Linked DNA regions of Macaca mulatta: region 1 is linked to region 2. The links are chromatin contacts, called in public Hi-C maps. All regions are on one chromosome and are shown on one strand. Each heading gives the region's core, a stretch centred on a gene start, on an enhancer-like site or on the middle of the called end of the contact. The rest is flanking DNA. Distances are from core to core; before and after follow the strand shown.

The links. Hi-C and Micro-C count contacts between places; a contact is called where the count stands out from the background.
Region 1: a contact with region 2 is called in a Hi-C map of liver, with 2.5 times the contacts expected there. The contact joins the promoter of SEL1L here to the promoter of GTF2A1 in region 2. A contact is called at or near these places in 2 of 14 Hi-C or Micro-C datasets (CD4 T cells and liver).

The regions. Positions count from the first base shown.
Region 1 is chr7:154,767,805-154,770,627 of T2T-MMU8v2.0, forward strand. It overlaps SEL1L (SEL1L adaptor subunit of ERAD E3 ubiquitin ligase), which reads right to left and starts at 1,352. Exons shown (of 21, transcript XM_001105925.5): 1 at 1,186-1,352. The coding sequence starts at 1,255.
Region 2 is chr7:154,447,604-154,450,303 of T2T-MMU8v2.0, forward strand. It overlaps GTF2A1 (general transcription factor IIA subunit 1), which reads right to left and starts at 1,299. Exons shown (of 9, transcript NM_001257710.2): 1 at 1,194-1,299. The coding sequence starts at 1,223.

The sequences.
Region 1 (2,823 bases), core at 102-2,601, 320 kb after region 2:
AAACTCAAACCACCACTACTACTGGAGGGAGGCGAGTGGACCTCAAAGAATGACGTTGGCAGTAAAGTAATTAGCACAGGGTTGGTGCTTTTGAAATGGAATTTCAAACCACATCATGGATAGAATTTAGGTTTAGGCCTCTTATTTTAGAAGCAGAATGACGTTATGGCACTGATTTACAACTAGGACAGGTAATTTGGGGATTCAAATAACCACCTGGGAAATTTTCTGTTAAAAAAAAGCTGACATTTATTTAAAAAGTTGACATTATACTCTGTGTTGTCTCCCCAAAACGTAAAGCCACAGAACAGCTGTCTTGTTAACTGAAACAGATTAAAATTCCAAAGTTTACTGTACTAATTTTTCTTTATCAACACTTAGAAACACGAAGTTTTTCATGAACCCTCTCAAAATGGAAATTTTCAAATGTAGGCAGATTAAAACATTAAAAAAAGGTGGGGGGTGGGGGACTAGAACCAGAATAAAAATTAGCTAACTGGAAAATCAATTCAAAAGCACACAAATTTCTATCTATATAAAACGCAACTTATAAGAACCAAGATTTTCCCAAACATCATAAACAAACATGGGGCAACTCAGAAACACTGCCCCAGGTCACCGCTTTCTCAGGAAGGTTTCAAAAAAGTAGAAAGTGGCTACGAGGAGATCAAAAGTCTTTGTTTTTAAACAAACGGACCAGGGACCATCACAGGTGTTAGGCAAACTCACCAAACTACTGTCAACATCCTGGTCTGGATGGATCCTCCTCTGCCCTAAAGAGACAGCTCCAGGTTTGTCAATTATTTAACTTTCAATTCCCAAGCCCAGAGTTCCAGACCAGACCCTTCCTCTACCCCAGGGTCGAGGAAGCACCACTCCGGCTCCTGGGTCGGGATTCATTCTTTTGGAGTCAATTCCGCGTTCGTGAGAGAGAGTCGCGTAAAGTTTGTTACGTGGGAGAGAGGTGTGGGCGGAGTGACCGCGCCTTCTTTTTCCACCCCACTCCACCTCCCTAAATAGCCCCTTCGGCGCAGGCCAAGCAAAGCCAAAGAGCGAGTGACAGGCCAGTGCGAGGTGTGCCCAAGGAGAACGGGGTCCGGAGTCTGGGTCCCCACGGCTCCGGCCGGCGGTAGAGGCTGGGGGGCGGAGGCTCTGGGCCTTCAGCCCAAGGGGGCGGATACTGACCCGAGGACGCCGAGGCCGAGCTCAGCAGCACCGCACAGAGCAGCAGCGTCAGCCCTATCCGGACCCGCATCCTGCTCTCGGGGCCGGTGCCAACCCCTAGAGATGTCGCCTTCGCCTCTGCCACCACGGAGTCACCGCCGCCGCTTCGCCGCTGCTCTTCCTGCTCTAGTCTCCTTCCTCCGCCCCTTCCCAGGCCTCCCTGACCCAGGGCGCAGCCAATCCCCGCCCGCCGTCGCGGGCGTCTGGTCCAATCACCATGGTCTCCCCGCCCGCCCCCATTGCTCCGCCCCGGGGTCATTCATTGGCCAATCATTGTCCCAGGCTCCCACACCAGCTTTCCCGGTTGGACCACGACTCACGGACATGGCCCCTGCTAATTGGTAGCACCGTTTCAACCGGAATCAGGGCGTGAATCAAAGACTGAGAGAAAAGAGGCTCATCCAAGACTACAATTCCTAGAAGGCACTTCATGTGATTAACTCGGGGGATGCTCTTGGGAAATGTAGTCCATCGTGGGGCAAGATTTACAAGTGCGGGTGACTGTTAAAGTTAGAATGTAACTAACACCTGAACTAAATTTTAACTCAAGGCTATGGATTCACAAGCCTTTTTAAATTGACCCAAAATAAATATTAAGGAATAATTTTAAGAACTTGTAATGTGTTTAGCGTTTTTTCCTGTTTTATTAAAAAAATTTAAGTTGGGCATAGTGATATGAACACTGAGAAAAATGCCACTGCTAGTTGAATTTGAGGTGTTTTTTAAAACTTAGATAAAACAGTACCGTGAAGTATGGAAACCAGGGTGCAACTCACTACCTCTCCTCCTTTCTCCGACAAAACAAAAGGAAATAAATCCACTCAGTACAGATTATCTCAATACAGTATTTGTTTTCACTGGGTTCACCAGACAATAATCATCTAGAAAATGTGCCAACAGCGTCTGAAAAAGTATTTTAAACACTTGTCCTCATCATTCTCTTCTTGTGAGTTGCATTGTTCTCTTCTTTCCTAACTAAAGTCAGGAGACCAGGTTCATGTGTGTGGAGGTAAAGGTGACAGTGATTGCATCGCAGGCACAGAAATACTCTATGTAATAAGCACCAATTCCAGGCATGTTCCAACTGGGTAGTAGAGCAGTGGCTTGGTGTTCCTGGCCCTTCTTTCATCAAACCTTGTCGTTCTGCTTTCCCTATCATCCACCCACAGTCAGCTCTAAGGCCTAGAACCTCGTCCAGCCAAGTGAAGGGCTTTGGAAAAGTCTCTGCTGGCCATGTGTCTTAGCACTTCTGGGCATTTGTCTTTGTCTTCCTTTTTTTTTTTTTTTTTTTTTTTTTGAGATAGAGCCTTTTATTTTCAGGAAGATGGTAAAAAACCAACCACTGTTTCTCATTCACATCGGAGGAGTTGAAGGAAAGAATTATCTCCTCCAAAAACTTGTCTTTTCAACTACAACCTCCTCGGCTCTCATCACCATTTGTGTCACTAACAATGTTCCCTCTGAGTTCCTCTGATTATAAATCATAGAGTAAAATCTAGTATATTTTCCTTCCTTTTTTGTCTTATTGATAATCAAGTTCTATCAACTCACTATGTAACTTTTATTTTTTAAATTTTATTATGTACCTGTGTTCTCTCC
Region 2 (2,700 bases), core at 49-2,548:
TGCACGCGCCTGGCTCTCGCCTCGGGAGCACGCACCTCCCAGCCCCGCTCTCAGCAGCTCTCACTATTTAAAGCCGGATCTGGTGTTTAAATGGAGAGGCGGTGACGTAGTACTGAAAAGCACCTTCCCATCCTGGCAGAGTCTATATTAGAGAGCGGCAATGGCTCTATATAAACAGGGCAGCCAAAGGGAGGAGGACCACAAGGCTCAGGGACTGAAAAGCAGGGTAAGCGGCCGCAGCCATGATGGATCGACCCGAGTCGCCAACGGTACGGTGTCGGGCGGCCGCGGGCTGGTCTGCGGCATTTGGGACAGGGCAAAAACGTGTTTTATTGTCATCATAAAAATAAGAGTTGGGTGGACTAGTGATCACATTGCGTTGGTGACTGAAAAGGTTATTTATGTGACTGCTTTTTGCAAACCTACGTGATCTCAAGTAACCAAAAAGGGACCAACGGGAAGAAGTAGGTAAATTTCAAGGCGAAAGCGGGGACACTTGGACCACTGCAGGCTTTTTTTGTTTGTTTTGGTGCTTCTGCTAGTCGAAGATACGATGGGGGTCTTCCCCTTCGCCATTTTACCCATTCGGAAGGAACTGAGATAAGTGCTTTTCAACCAACCTTCCTCCTTTTTTTAAACATAAAATGGCCCCAGTGAAGGTTCCCAAAGCACAACAGCCAGAAAAAACCTAAGTAACCCCCAAAGTAATCATTATTCTTCCACTGCATTAAAGTGGATCACGGTGGGTCTCGGGGGTTCGCCCGATTCCCCAGACACGGTTTTTGTTCTGCAGCCGCTCGGGGAGCCCTCGTCAAGACAGCACGGACGGGCCCCTCGCGGGGAAGCGGCGGCTCCCCTCCCGCCCTCCCTCCCGGCGGCCGGGTTCTGGGGCCGGGGCTGCACGCCCGCCCGGGCCCAACGGCCTCCGCGGCCCGGCCCGGCCCGCGGCTGCCCCAGGCCCCGCCGGCGCCCCCGCCCTCCCCGCGCCGCGAGCCCTCGGCGCCCCCCCGCGCCCGCCGCCCGGCGCTCCGGCCCGATCCGCCCGAGGCGGGAAGCGGCGGCGGCGGCGGCGGCGGCCGCGCGGACGGCTGAAGAGTCGAGGCCGGGAGTCGCCGCCGTCCCCGCCCCCGCCCGGTCCGGCCGTTGCTGCCGCCTGAACGAAGCCCCCGCCGGCCACCGAACCACGTCCTTACCACGGTGTTTGTATTTGCCGAGTTCGCCATTTCCACACACAACACAAACAAGAGGGGGCAACCCCAAGAAAACAAGATAAAAACAAAACCAAAAAAAAAAAAAAAAACTAAAACACCCGGAGGGTGACCCAAATCACCACAAGATTGGGGAAAAAATTTTAAACAAAATCAATCCTGAAGGAGTAAGGGAGAGCGGAGAGAGGAGGAGGGGGGCACTCCTCCCGCAGCTAAAAACCTCGAGAATCGCCTTTAAAAAAAAAGCCACGACCCTTTAGGGGTCCGGGGGGCGTTGCCCGCTCCCCACCCCGCGCCAAGGAGGGAAACCACCACCGGTCGCCGCTCCCTGCGCCGCCGCTGCCGCCACCGGCTGCAGCTCCAGCCGTCCGGTCCGCCCGCTTCTCTCCTTTATATAGCGAGCCAACAAGCTGCGCGAGCCGCCACCGCCGCCGCCGCCGCCGAGAAACAGGGTGAAGGGGGAGGGAGGGGCGGAAAGGGCGGGGGCAGATGTGGGCGGGGCTGAGCGCGAGACACCGCGAGAGCCGCGTGCGCAGGCGCGCCGGGGCGGAGGCCGCCGCGAGCCGCGTTGTCACGCGCCGTGGTGGGTGCTGGGCTGGCGGAGCCCGGGGAGTGAACTAGTGTAGTCGGACCTACGCCTCTCCAACGCTCGCCTGATCACGTGGTTGGCACCCAGGCGGAAGTCTGCGGCAGTTCTTTGCGGTGAAGTACTTGCAAAGCATTGCTGGAAAAGACGCGAGTTCTAGTGACACTCCGAAGCTAGGTGGGACCGCCTCCTGTCGCAGGTTTCCGCCCGGTCCCGCGCTGTAGGAGTTAGGAAATGTGAGAGGCGGTGCCTACTGCCTCACTAGGAATGGCCGCGGAGGAGGATTGGTCACGTGGCGTAGCTTCCGGCCTCTGGCGCGTTCCTATTCGGGAAGGTTTTAAATGCGGAGTCATCTCTTGATTTGTCAGTGAGGCTTTGACTATAAGCTTCTCGGCTTTCGCGCCTCACCAAGGGTGGGTCTTTCGCGCGCAGAATTGTATAGGATTTCCCAAAGGGAGTAAACGCCGATCGGGGCCCACTTTTAACATTCCAGAATTAGTAACCTCTGATTCGTTTGTTTCCACACTGGGTACGCTGCGAAGACTAGGCTTAAGTTGCCCAGAGGTTAGTTCTCTACTAGCCCACGTACTTTAATTTATCACGCTAGTGGAGATGCGGTGGGGAAGAAAACCCCACCAGCCTTTGGATTATAACAGCACAGTAACTTTCCCTGGTTTTTAAAAATATTGCCAAAAACTGCGACTCCGCATGGCCAACGTATAGTGACTGATCACATTGAAATGCATGCCCTTGACCCAGCAACTCTCATGGCCTCTCGCTATAAGAGAGCAAGCAGGCTGTGTTCCATGTGCAATTCAATAAGCTTTTGACCTATTCTGCCCAAGCAAATCCTGCCTTTATATCGACATTGCAAGCGGAACAGAGAATGCTGTTTGGAAGGCAGAA